Regions from separate parts of the Zea mays genome. Here region 2 is linked to region 1. A link is a contact called in public Hi-C data. All regions are on one chromosome and are shown on one strand. Each heading gives the region's core, a stretch centred on a gene start, on an enhancer-like site or on the middle of the called end of the contact. The rest is flanking DNA. Distances are from core to core; before and after follow the strand shown.

Region 1 (7,207 bases), core at 2,350-4,849:
TGGTCATGACCCTTTCAACATCAGGTTGCCAACATTGAACGATCTTCCACGAACTTGTCAATCGTGGTTGTGTCGCGAGTGAAAGGGAAATGTGCCCTTATGCCAATTCTAGTTGTTTTGGTGATTAAATGCTCAACATAGTACTAAGAACTAACACTACTCTTATGAGCATGAGCACAGGTGTTTAGAAAGCAAATTGAAGCAAAGGTATGTTTCTAGCACTTAGTCATTTATTTTTTGGTGCTAACAATGTTCATCTGAGTGCTAGGGAACTTCTCAAGTCAAGCCAAAATGTAGTGAAGAAGATTGGCTAAGAATGGTCAAACTTGGACTAGCCTCAGCCTCACCGGACAGTCACCCGAGACATGCTCGGGCGAATCGTGATTGCGCTCTGGTGAAACATGACTGTTTCCTGTCCGAGGATTGGCCTCAGGTGAATCATGTTGTGTCTATCTCAGGCGTGTCCTGACTGCATCAGACGAGCTATGGCTTCAGACGACCTTTGGCCTCGGACGCGTTGTGGCCTCGGACGTGTTGTGGCCTTAGGCAAGTCATGTCCGGTGTGCCATACAACCGAAGGTGCACAACGGTCGGAGATCTGTTAGCTCACCCATTCTTCCCTCCCCTAGACTGAGTAGTTTTTGGTATGTACATCAGATCGTATATATGTACATGTATATGCTCCTTAGAGCGTAGTGTTCTTTCGTTGCTTTGTATTGTTGTTACTATTATGTCATCGCGTAGTCACAACCTAGAAACAATCAATGATGTGTGATCAGTTAACCTAGATTCCATGGTACTGTTAAGTTGTTCATGTACAGTGTTCTATGCTACGTAAAAAACTACAATTCTCACAATGGTTTATTGAATCAAAGAAGGATGGTTAAACCTCAAGTTGCGCCCTTTTTAATCAAAGCAGGATGGTTTAGCCTCAAATTGCACCCTTCGTTGGGAGTACTTCATGCTATACCATCGATCGTAGATAAAATGAACATATTGAGACATTGAGTTTACTGAGCATAGATAGTTACACTGGACAATTTTAGACTTAAGAATATGTTGTTCAGTTTTCTGCACAATTGGATATGTTGATAAACATTACTGTATTTGTTAGCGGTGGTGCGAAAGGGCCTCTAGCCGAGTTGGTTAGGTGGTATGAGCAGCACTCCTCTGGTCCTAGGTTCGACTCTCCGTGGGAGCGAATTTCATATTGGGTTAAAAATCCTCTCGTTTGTACCACACCAAAGAACAGGTGTAAGTCCCGGTCCCGTTGTGGTCGTTCTCACATGGGCTACGATGCCACTATGTATGGGTGGGGCAAGGGTTCAGGGTTTTTGTTGACCTGTGTGAAAAGTTCTCTTCTTAATATAATGGCCGAGGGTTGTTATACCCCTCGCAGGTCAAGTTTTTTTTGTTAGCGGTGGTACCCATCAACTGCTTGGTTGTGTACATGCTACATTCTGACAATTTTTGGGTTTCCATGTTGTGCATGCATTGAATAACAAATTGGTTTTTGTTACATAATTGTTGATGATTACCTCTCTTTAGGTATTTTGTGTTTGTTGTATATCCATGCCATTATAAATAGGAAGTCGATTACTAAAGCTTGTAACATTTTTGCGCATTTGTTTCTCTGTATATGCTTGATGCTCATCTTATCTGTATTTGGATACGCGGGTTTGTAGTTTATGCAGTCGATGTATATATGTTGTTTTTGTATTCATGTTTTTGCTAAAGGATCTTGGAGGCATTATTGAGGAATTTGTTAGTTAGTTTGTGGTGGTAAGTGTTGTCAGTGGCTATGTGTACTGATTGCAGAACAAACAAGAACACTGGTCATGTAACCTTCTCGTCCACTCAGTTGTTCACCTATATGCAGTGACAATGTTTTTGTTCGACGACTTGGGTTAGTTAGTGTTATGACAGGATATGATTTGACAGTTTTCTCATGTTTTCGGTCGATCAGTCCTTACGAATATAATATGTAGAGTTGTATGCCATAGTGATTTTTTGCTAACGCCCGAGGTCGTCGATAGGAATTTCTCGCTTTGTTGGTAAATAGGTAGTTGCCCATGTGGAGCTTGGTTCATCTTTCCAACAACTTGTTCCGTTTTACATATACGTTGTACCACCTTTTGTTTTTTCTGTAACTGGACTTCATGAATCTGAAGTCATTTTCACCTGGTTACAACTCACTTCATATCTAATCCAATGGTTATTCTTAGGGGGAACTCTGACGTACCAACCAACCCTAATAATGACAATGTGCTGGTTGAAGCTGGCAAGATGGGAGATGAAGAAGGGAATCCACATCCCAACTACAACTATCTGACACCGGCGGAGCGACGCTACATGGAATAGACGCGGAAGATCGACATGTAGAAGATGGCCAAAGTTGCCAACAAGTCGCACAGGGATCGCATCCAGGACTTTAACCAGTACATGGCCAACCTCAGCAAGCAGTACGACATCCCCAAAGTTGGCCATGGCTGACATACATAGCCAAATTGCTGCGTACGCACAAGGCGAACTCCAGAAAAATTAAAAATGTATAATGGGTCTATCCAACTTTTTGTTAGCATGTACTCCCTCCATTATTTTCTATTTGTCGCGGTTTAGCTCAAAAATGAACTAGCGGACGACAAATATTCGAGAACGAAGGTAGTATGGTTTTATATTTGTTGTATAATGACCTGTTGCCGTCAGAAGATGCTATTTTTATTTCAAAAGTGTGTTCCAAGTAATCTAATCACTTGTTCTTGTAAGTTTAAGCTATGTTTTGGTTGCTCCTTTTAGTTGCAACTTCCGTGGCAACGTACGAGCACATAACTAATATTTTATATATGTGTTTAGATTCATCTTCATTTATTTGAATATAGATATAAAAACTAAGAGCTAAAATAAATACTATTTTGAGTTTGAGTCGGAGTGAGTAATATGTATCGCCTCCATACGTACTTGTACATTCAATCACCATTTAATTGATTGTACGGTTACATAAGAGGGTGGGTTTATATCCCTATAGAAGTCTTTGATTTTCGGAGGAAAATATTGCTTTATATTTTAAGGCCTGTTTGAAAGCCCTCAGTTTGTAAAAAAAATGGTTTATAAAAACTGTGATGATTCTAAACGTATCAGATTATGTCACAGTTTATAAAAACTAGATTACCAGTTTCTTAAAAACTAAAAAGCTAGTCTTTTCCAACTAAAACTAGTTTATAGGAATTTAGGTGGTTTCAAACACTGTTATTCAGTTTTTTTATAAACCAGTTCCTAGAAACTGGAGATAGAATCTAGATTCTTAAAAACTAGCTCGTTTCCAAATAGGACCTAAGTAGATGGGTTTTTAGCATTTCCATTATTTCTATGTTCTTGGTTTTCTTATGTCATGTTTGGAAGTAACTCAGATTTTTTTTTAAAATTTGATTTTTATTTTTTAGCTAGGAATAGTCAGCTTCTCAATTTTTAAGAGAATCTAATTTTTATAAATTAAATTATAAATCAATATATTTAGAATCAACTTAATTTCTATAAACCAGTTTGTTGGATGCTCTCACGCTGCAGCGTAATGACCGCTTGTGATCTGATCTGACGGTAGAGGTAAGTTGTTCTAGAACAAGTAGACGCCACCGAAGAATCTAGAATACAGCACGCAGGGCACAAGGAGAAGAAGAGGGGAAGAAATATTCTTCCCGTCGAAAGACGGAGAGAGGAAAAGGGACAAGGGCAAGGCAAGAGAGAGGCGTCGTCGTTTGATCTGCTGCCGGAGTGCGAAGAGGAAGAGGAAGAGGAGCGCCGGAGTTGTAAAGATGTTCCTGGTGGACTGGTTCTATGGGGTGCTGGCATCGCTTGGGCTGTGGCAGAAGGAGGCTAAGATCCTCTTCCTTGGCCTCGACAACGCCGGCAAGACCACCCTCCTCCACATGCTGAAGGACGAGGTCCTCTCTACCTCCGACATCCGCCCCTTTTCCTTGCGAATTCCAGTCTTATATGCTTTCGACTTAACGGGGATTCCTGATCTGGTTCGATTGGGTTCATCGCAGCGGCTCGTACAGCACCAGCCGACGCAGTACCCCACGTCAGAAGAGTTGAGCATCGGCAGGATCAAGTTCAAGGCGTTCGACCTTGGGGGCCACCAGATCGCCCGCCGCGTCTGGAAGGACTACTACGCCAAGGTTGCCTTTCTTCCTTCAGCTGCTGGCTTCTTATTAATTACGTCTTGGTTCAGTTTTTGTGTGATTTGGTATTGGAATTTGGGTTGGGACGAAGACAGTAGAATTTTATCTCGGGTTAAACGACATCTGAATTTCGTTGCTTATTATTGTTAGAGTGCTTCAATGTCATCTGAATTTCGTTGCTTATTATTGTTAGAGTGCTTCAATGTACTGTTTCTGTGTGTTTTGGCGTTGGAATTTTGGTTGAGACAGAGGCAATAGGGTTTTAGATATATAAGTAGTATCTGGGGTTAGGAATGCTACATCTGAATAACCAAATATGTAAGGTGCTATAGGACAAGCAGAAAATTTATAGAAGGCTACAGCATACCCAGATCTATGATCTTGAGAAGATAGCCTCATGCAACCAAGGATGACTGATCCACTGGGTCTTGATTTTGGCCACTTGATCACGATGTGATTCCTAGAGATATTAGAACATCCCTGTTGTGCTTATTCGAGCTCCGACGTACATATTAGCTGCCCATTTCAATGGCCCGCTGTAATTTAGTGGGTTACCTAATGGTGCCATTGATTATTTACCATCAAACATTCAGTGAGGTTTTTAGGATGTGATATCTGTATACGAGAAGATTACACATTCCACCTGTGCAAGTGGAACTAGTTTGTACTCTCTGTTCCAAATTACACATCCTTATGCCTTCTCAAGATACATAGCTTTTATTATGTACCTAAACATAATGTAGATCGAGAGCAAAAGTTATATCTAGAAAAACTAGAACAGACTTACAATTTAGAATGGAGTGAGTATTTCCTAGCAAGGGTGTTGCCTTTCCAGAGCAGAACAAACATTTGAGCTTATGTCTAGTGCTCTCATTTTTTTATGATATTCTTTATTTTGGCATAACACAACTTTAACAAAATATGGGAAGATTGTCAATGAATCATTGTGCTTACATGGTAAAAAAAACCAACCCAGTGGGGGGGGGGGGGCACAGCGGCACCGTAGCCCATGTGAGAACGGATGAGTGAGGCCGGGCCTTAGAACTTTGCTTTGGTGTGGGACCGATGAGAGGATTTTTGTAACCCCGGCCTAAATTCCCTACAACGGGGAATCGAACTTAGAACGTAAGGAGTGCTACTCAGGTCACCTAACCAATTTAGTTAGAGGCCCTTTTGCGTGCTTAGACAGTATGGCTGAATTACCGCTAGTAATACTATGAAGTGCCTGTTTACAACTATTGTGCAGTTCCGCTCCATCCTCACTGGCAAACATCAAACTTTTGCCATGGCTGAAGATGGGTAGGTAAAGTTGTCCACCGGTGCTAAACAGGTTCATGTCACAATTTTTGTGGTAAATTCACTAATGTGGGAAGTCTGAGTACCATGAGTGTGAAGTTCTCCAGACACACTGATCCTATTCATTTTTAAAATAAAAATAAGGCTTCAAAAAGAATGCTCAGATTTGTAATCTTATTGAATATACTTGCTGAAAACGCTTGAGTTCACCTGTTTTTCATATATTTAAAGAATTCCATCTGACCTGGTGTTGTTGGAGCATGACAAATGTCCTTTGTCTATAATGTTCTTTGTTATTTTGTTAACATGCAATCTGAAATAAGATTGTGGAAAATATATTCCTGTATCAGTTGTTTTGGAGATATTTTCAAATGTATAGTTCATACTTCTCATCTGACCAAGTTGCCATTGATAAGTCTGGGATGCCAACTTACAACTATTGGGCAATTTTGGTCCTCCATCTTTGTGTTATGGACTTTTTCTGTTAGACTGACATATATGGTGTGTGTATATACGGTATGGGTATGTTTAAGGTATAGCAGACCGGCCCATGTATATGTTAGATTGTCATATATGGTATGGGTACATGCCAGGTATAGCAGGCCAGCCCTTGTATATGATTGGAAAGATACGAGAAGATCTCATCTGGTTCTGTTTCCATAAGCCACAAGATCTCTCCCTTATTTATATGGTCTCTCCAATAAATCAATCCATTATTCTACGCTATTTCTGTTGCTTTCTGGTATCATTCGTCTAGGTTTAGCCTTTCGCCTTTTGCCACCACTGCTCCTTGTGTGCGCCTCATCCACTGTACTGGCTACTATGGCTGGTGATCCTCCTGCACTGCCTCCTGGCGCTGCTGCTTTTCGCACAGCCGTCGGCGCCGGCACGATCACTGCCGATATGGAGGTGTGGAGATTCTCATGCCTCGTCCTGTACGTGGAATATTTTAATCAGCTGTGTAGCTCATGTTCAGATCATCTTTGCAGTTCATTTTTGTGTCTTACACTTAGAATTTGACTGCTCCAATGTGCTCCATTCAATTTATGCGAGCAGTTTGATTTCCGTGTATACGCTTGGGCTGCTCTAACACTGCATACTTTGTACTGGTCTTGAATGAGTCTGACCCCCATTGGACCTAGAATGGGGAACAGATGTCCTTTTTTATTCTTATATGTTCTTTAATCATTGAAGCATGACTTGAAATAAAAAAATATGGAAAATTGTATAAGTATCACTGTGTCCGGAGAGCTTTCCAAATGTATGACTGCAGGTTTCCCACTTGACCATCTTACCACTAATAATATTGTGGAATGTGCCTGTGAATAACTCCATGTGTGATAGACTGATAGTTCATATACAGGATAGTGTCATAGTTTTTGTGGTAATTTGGCAGCATGGGAAGCCTGAGTGCTACAGGTGCAAAGCTCTTCACATACACTGGTTCTTGGTCAATTTTTTCTGAAAGAAACTAGAAAGCTTTCAATGGAAACCCTCAACTTGATGGCTTGATGCTTTGTTCTGTTCTTCGACGAGTCTTGCTGAATACACCTGAGTTTGCCTGAGGTTCTCAAATTCAGAAACACTGGCTAACCTAGAAAGGTTGGAACAAGACAGATGTCCTTTTCCATGCTTTTAGCAAAGGAGAGCCTAATATAAAATATTTCCTGGCTGGTTCACCTCTTAAGGTGTCATGTGCCAACCTTGGGTGGAACAGTCTCCACATTGGGAGT
Region 2 (7,207 bases), core at 1,229-3,728, 190 kb before region 1:
TCCATATGCTCCACCTCCGTATGGAGTACCTCCTTATGCTCCATATGCTCCACCTCCGTATGGAGCACCTCATCCATATGCTCCACCTACGTATGGAGCACCTCCTCCAGTTGCACCTTTATCTGTTGGATCTAAAAACCAAGCTGAGAAAAATCCCGTGCCGAAGGAAAAGCATCCAAAGATATGGACCCGGCTGAAAGACGTACCCATGGCAGGGCCGTAAAGATGGTCGAAAAAGAACTTGGTCTGGTAGATGACGAAGAAGAGGAACCGGAAGCGGAACGTGAAGAGGAGGAAGATGAGGATGAGATCGAGGAGTCCGATTAGAGTTATGTAATTTTATTTTAATTATCATGTCATTTTATTTTAATTATTATGTACTTTGTAATTTTAATTCAATAAAAAATATTATGTTGTGTGTTTTCTGAGCGTTGAAATAAATCCGCGTGAATTACTTAATTCTGAAATAGAAAAGCTGACGTGGCTATAGCCTGACGCTGTAGCCTGCTGCAGCCTGTGCACTGGAGCAGCAGGGGCGAGAGTGGAGGCGAGAGCTGACGTGGCAGGGGCGAGAGGGAGGCTGTGCACTTCGCCCGGTTGATTGCTCTAGATCTCTGGCCTCCTTGGGACAGAACCTCCGCCCCCCATGCCAGATTAGTTGGCACCACTTCGTATTTGCCACGTGGGGTGCTGGGTATCCTCGCTGGTGGCAGCGTAGATACATTTTTGTGCTGTGGCGTAGAGAGTTTGGCGTATAGCGGCAGTCCATTTAGGATCTAGGTTTTTTTACAGTGAACGGTCTCAAAACTGTAAGAGCAGAGAGATTTTAGAAAGAGAGAGAGAGAGAGAGAGTAGGATCTAGGTCACAATCACAATATAGACGAAAACCCCGAATTTTTTGTATTTTAGCCCTTAAACAGAAGTAAATTTACGTTTAGACCTAAAAAAATTTTAAATGCAGTTTTGGACCCTTTGCTCGGCGCCATAGCCTGTGGCGCCGAAGTAACACAGCTCGGCGCCATAGGCTATGGCGCCGAGGTCGTGTTGCGTTGGCACAACCCAGACGCGTGGCGTCGACGTGGCACCGAGCTCGGCGCCACAGATCTTGGCGCCGAGCTCGGTTGTGTTATTAACATATTTGTTGCAGACATGAGCACAAAGCCCAGCTAGCCCACTTGGTGGAGCACAAGGCTTCTAACCTTGTGGTCGTGGGTTCAAACCCCACAGTTTGCATTTTTATTTGGTTTTTTTTGTTTATGTCGCTGGTGTGTCCGTTCAAATTTATTTCTAAAAATGCTTTCAATCTACCCGGCCGGTACGTTCAGATGAATTGTGATGGCCTGCCACAAATAAACCTATGTGTACGTATTGTGTATATATGTCCATGACACTATTTTAGCCTCTTTTAGACTTACGAGTGTTCGTTCTGCGATCCAATTATTTCCTTGGATTCATGCATGCTCCAGTAACCTTTTAAAAGCATCGTATCACTAGTTGATTGATATATTTCTAGCTAGTTCGAGCATATTCTTCATTACTATTGAAGTTAAGAGCTTTTTTATTTTGTAGTTTTTTCGTGAACTTATTTCTATCCGTTTTAAATGCATCACTGTGCTCATCGGTTATCATCGAGAAAATCCAGGCACCAGTTTGCTCCTAAGCATCTCTTTTGAGAGTTTAATTTGGAGGATTGGAATAAGCCTTGGAAAGTAGGCCAAGATTGCCTCTGAGCAAAAAACAAAAAAACAAACAAAACAGTGAAGCTAGTTTTTGTGCCAACGTATGTAATTCGCACCATCAAATATATTGGTTTTTTTTAAATGAGTAGTGGCTAGATAAAAAAATATAGGTGAGAAATAAATTTGAACGGACACACCAGCGACATAAACAAAAAAAAACCAAATAAAAATGCAAACTGTGGGGTTTGAACCCACAACCACAAGGTTAGAAGCCTTGTGCTCCACCAAGTGGGCTAGCTGGGCTTTGTGCTCATGTCTGCAACAAATATGTTAATAACACAACCGAGCTCGGCGCCAAGATCTGTGGCGCCGAGCTCGGTGCCACGTCGACGCCACGCGTCTGGGTTGTGCCAACGCAACACGACCTCGGCGCCATAGCCTATGGCGCCGAGCTGTGTTACTTCGGCGCCACAGGCTATGGCGCCGAGCAAAGGGTCCAAAACTGCATTTAAAATTTTTTTAGGTCTAAACGTGAATTTTTTTCCGAAAAATGGCTAAAATACAAAAAATTCGGGACGAAAACCAATCGGAGACGAATGGTCGTCGCACTCGCACGAGGGCTGATTCCTTTCCAGCTCGCACCCGCGGTTGAACAGCGTTTCGTTGTTTCCTCCCCAACTTCCAACACGCCTCGATCTAGATCCACTCTCCCCCCCCCCCCCCCCCCCCCCCCCCCCCTTCTCCTTCCGGTCCTCCCCCCGAGACTATTCATATAGGCGGGTAGGCGTCCGAGGCCTCGTTTGTTCTCGGCTTCTCGTCTCCAAGGGTGCTACTCCGTCCGCGCTTGGTCTGCTCTCGTCCTTCCGGGTAAGGATGCCCCTGCCTTCGCTTAGATAAACCGCTCGTTCTCACCTGCGGGATCTTTTACTTCGTTGGGGGACCTCGATTCCGGTTACGCCTTTTCCCTCTCCGATCCGTTCAGCTTGTCCATGATTCGGTCCGGTCTGCTCTGCTGCGTCGGGGACCTGCTGCTGGTAGCGAGATCGTTGGTAGAGCATTTACTCCCGTGCGTACTTGCGGGATCGACAGTGATAAGCCACCCGTGCTTTTCGTCGGCAAGGAGCCGTGTGGTGTGATTTCGCACCCTCTAAGCATCTGCTCTTTTTCTTACGGACAAAGAGAAATCGATCCAAGTATTTTTCTTGCTAGGTCGATGCTCCACTCCGCCTGTTTTGTTTGCTGCGTGGATAACTAAGGCCCTGTTTCAAACCCCTACAACTAATAGTTAGCCAGCTAATAAATTATTAGCTGGGTTGAGCCAAACTAATTATTAGCTGTGAGGTAGCTAACAATTAGCTGCGGTATTAGCTGATGGTGTTTGGAACCCAATAACTCATTTTTAGTAGTTTTAGAGGTTCCAAACAGGAGCCTAAGAAGGTAGCAAACTTTTTTTTAATAGACAACTGCGAGTGCTCATCTGGATCCCACGCCTTCTGAGTCTACTACACCAGGATAGTCTTTAGTTCAATCGTCGCCTTTGACCCTGCTCCTGGGCATTGTATATCACTTGATAGCTTTCCTCTTCCAGGAAAAAAAACTAGGATGCATTTGAATCCCTGTGGCTTATGCTAAGTCCGCCCTTGGTCAGTGGTCATGCAGCATTAGTCCGGTCATCTTCTTTGACCCAGTCGGAAATGGGTTTAGACCAGTATAAGCATGACCAGTGTGCATACCCTCGGCCTGTACCCGTAATCTAGAGAATCACAGTGTCATTTAGTGAAGGAAGCTACGCTCCGTAGTATGTAAGCAGGTGATACATATGCTGAACCAAAGTGTGTTCAGGTCATTTTAGGTGGCAAGTCAACATTTATGCTAGGCTAGGACATTGTCCATGATGTAAACAAAAACTCAGTTTTTTTTCTTCTTGTGATTGATTTACCTAGCATTTTCATATGCACAGCAAGAAAAGAGAAGATACTGTTATCAATACTAGTGCCCAAATTTATTCTTGTTGAAACTCTTTTTGCTGCTTTAAATATCTTTTCTTAACCATTTAGATTTTTCCTGTATGACTTTCCTACTCTACTAGCACAAAAACAAAGTATGAAAATTCCCTGGCCCTAATTTTAATTAGTAAGAGATATTCTTGGAGGAGAGTGAATGAGAGGGGTGTCTTGATTGATTAGGCAGTGCTGCTTCCTATCAAGGCAGAAAATTGATAGAGGTGTGCAGAAGTCTAGTCAGGCTGCAATGAAGAAATATATTCGTGAACCTTTTTTATTTTGTGTATCCTTATTAAAGTACATTATGCTATGTCATATGAGTAAGATTGGCTAGAAACTTTTGTTGTGCCATGGAGTTTTAGAACCAGTCTCATTGCTTTTGCCATCAGATTATATGCTTTTCCCCTGTCGGTAGTTTGAACATGCTTAGCTCTGTAGCTCGTATGGTACTGCTATTTCAGAAACCATATAAATGCAACAACAACATGAACACACCTTGCCTGTATTTCAAGAAATAGTAAAAGAGATTCTTGGAGGATGGAAGAAAAGGGTGATATGTTTAATTACCTTGCTGGTTACTGCTGCTGCCTGTAAAGCCATTCCATTGGTAGAGGAGTGCCGAAGTCAAGTCAGGGTGCAAAGTTGGATAAATGAACTCTTGAACCTTTTTTGTTTGTGCCACTCTTTATTAATATGGGCCTTATCCCATGTAATAAGACAAGTAACTCTTACATTAAACTTATGTTCTGCCATGGAGTATCCAAGTAGGTTAGTTGCTCCTGGTGTCAATCTCCAAATAACCCCATGAGAATATCTTTGTTTGCCCTGTCCACCAGGTATTTCAAGTTTCAACTGAAAAATTATACATCCTATAGTTTGCAAATGAGCATGAATTCGTGGCGCATGAAAAAAAAAGTATATTCTGCTTGTGTATTTCATTTCATAGACTGTGAACCAGGTATTATCAGCCTGGAAAGAACAGTCACATTAGCAACATGTTTGTGTTCTGACAACCTGAGGCGGTGTCGCTATTACAAATCTATCGTTGGTTCCGTAATCACCTTGTATGCTGTTTGGTTGACGATGGTCCAACAAAAAGAAAATAATTCTAGTCGTCTTCTTTTGATCTTGTTCTTGTGACTAGCAGAGGCCGCGGCGCAACATGGCGAAGATCAAGCCGAAGGCCTTGCTCGCGCAAAGCAAGGTGAAGAAGGTCCCCGGCCAAATCAGCGTGGCCACGATCGTCACCTACATGATCCTCGGCGTCCTGGTTGTGTCCTCCGTTTACGCTGCCTACAGGTACTGCTGGGCAGGCACAGGAGCAGCGGAGGCAGTGGGCGCCCAGGGGAACTGATCCCCCTTCCGACTGCGTGGCTGATCTCGCTGTTGTTGTATCATCCGGTTGGGGTAAAATTTTTGGTTGTTGCTGTCTAGCAAATGGGGTTCATGGGACATGGATAGGTTGTATGTTGATACGGTTACACCGTAGCCGATGATATGTATGTTGAATTTCTTCCCTTTTATTATCCTTTGATGATCCGATTGCCTCTGCTCCTGGAACTGCTTTACTTTGAAGTCTGTGCCTGTGACGTTAGCCCAGAAGTCAGAACCGCACAGCACAGGCATCTTTTTGTTTATACTTGAACCTGAAAGGCCTTTCTTTCCATCAAGAGGGGTAGAGTTTGTCTGTCTGTTTTTCGTACAGCAAGCAGGGAATCGGCAACAACAGGTTGAAATACGCTGCGACGACATACAGCATATTTATTAGGATGAGATTAGCCTTTTTGTTTTTTGCATGGTGGAAATGGAAAGAAAAATGAACGAATGTTTCTGGTACCTTTTGAAGCCTGAAAGAGTGAACTGTAGTGTGCCAAGAAAAAGAAAAAAAAAAGGCTATCGATTTTCGTGCAGTTATCAGCACAAAAGTTAGAGACGGTGGGCTGTGGGCGTGCACAGAGACACCTGTCCCCTGCTTCAGAAATCAGAAGACGGCCCCCAAACCCGTGGTATCAATGATTGATCTATCATGTCTCGTGATTCATTCAGCCATGCGTCGCGTCGGGTGATCTGATCATCCCGCACTATTTATTCCCGTATCAATGATTAAAGCCTTCGATTCGCCCTGTGATTGTGATTTATAGTGGAGCTGTTGGCTTCTAATTAAAGCAGCTGAAATTTATAGTGATAAAAACGCTGCAGCGAACAGGTTTAGGGGCGGTTCGGTTTTTCCATAAGGGCCCGTTCGTTTCTGCTGGATTGAACCAAGAATTATTCCTGTTGATCAAAACTTATACAAATTAGAGAAACAATCCGGACCGGAACAATTCCGGCCTTCTATTCCCCGTCAACCGAACGGGCCCTAAGGGTGGCCCAGAACCGTTCCAAGTTTGGATTGTTTCTCTAGTTTGTATAAATTTTGATCACCTATAACGATTCATGGTGTATTCTGGAGAAACGAACAAAGCCGGCCGCTGGCTGCTGAGCGCTGTTCCGCCATGTGATTGCGAATGTTCTGCGTTCCGGGCTGCTGCTTGACCGGGACCGGCGTTAGTGACGTTTGGTGCACCAAACTTGCGGCAGATACGTGTTCATCCTATAAACCACGCCCTACTACTTTTGTGCCAGCCCTGGACAGGCTCCCAAAAAATAGAACTTTCTACTAAGAAACATGTTTTAAATATAGAGGGACAGACCCAGTCGTCTGAATGTTCTTGTGTCTTGCTTCTCTCCTTTTATTCATTTTAAAGCTTGTCAGGTTACGTCTAGATCAAAAGAATTCGAGGGATTAAATATCTTTCTAGTCAAATTGAATAAAAGATGATTTACACGTTATAATGAACGGCTTCTACTGTTTTTATAGTGGCTTGTGTCTATAGATTGCAGCTATAGTGGTTCGAACAACCGACTTTAATTCGAAGCGAACAGCTTGTTAATCTTCTTCAATTCAGCCGCAACCGAACATGCCCTTGGGTGGATGAATAGCATGAGCTGGCACAGGGAAAATGAGGATGCTGATGTTTCTTCCTTAACCCATGTTTGGGATAGGGTTACGTCGTGGCGCCCACATAAATAGGAAAAAAAAAGTGAAAACGAGTCGCAGTTGAGGGTGGACCGGTGGAGACTACGGCTGCGCTGAGGGCTCCTAACATAACCCACTCCTCGTGTTAGTACATAGTATAGAATTGGTGGAAATATGGACCTTTTTAATTTCAAAAAAAGTAGAGGAAACCATTTGTTTTATTTTTAAAAAAAACTAAAAAAGGTGGTTTCGGTGTTTAGTTTCTAAAGACTAATTTTCGGTCCCTTCATTTTATTATATTTTAATCTCTAAATTTCCAAATATGAAAACCAAAACCCTATTTTATTTTATATATTTAGCAAATTATGAACTAAAATAGAATAAAATAGCTCCCTTTAATATTGGGTGGGGTGTTGGCCTATCATCCTTTCCTATTGGATTTTGAATCGGGATTATAGCTCCCTTTGTTACCTTTGCTCTCAAAAACTCTTAGGTCCCGTTTGTTT

What was found. A called contact is a pair of places that touch in the nucleus more often than the background predicts.
Region 2: a Hi-C map of tassel shows a contact between it and region 1, with 2.4 times the contacts expected there. The contact joins the promoter of LOC100500975 here to the promoter of LOC542172 in region 1. A contact is called at or near these places in 4 of 25 Hi-C or Micro-C datasets (bundle sheath, endosperm, leaf and 1 more).

What each region holds. Positions count from the first base shown.
Region 1 is chr3:35,932,835-35,940,041 of Zm-B73-REFERENCE-NAM-5.0, reverse strand. It overlaps LOC542172, which reads left to right and starts at 3,599. Exons shown (of 3, transcript NM_001111792.2): 1 at 3,599-3,938; 2 at 4,044-4,175. The coding sequence starts at 3,810.
Region 2 is chr3:36,124,263-36,131,469 of Zm-B73-REFERENCE-NAM-5.0, reverse strand. LOC100500975 reads left to right here and starts at 2,478. Exons shown (of 2, transcript NM_001174228.2): 1 at 2,478-2,546; 2 at 4,830-5,221. The coding sequence starts at 4,845. The coding sequence ends at 5,036.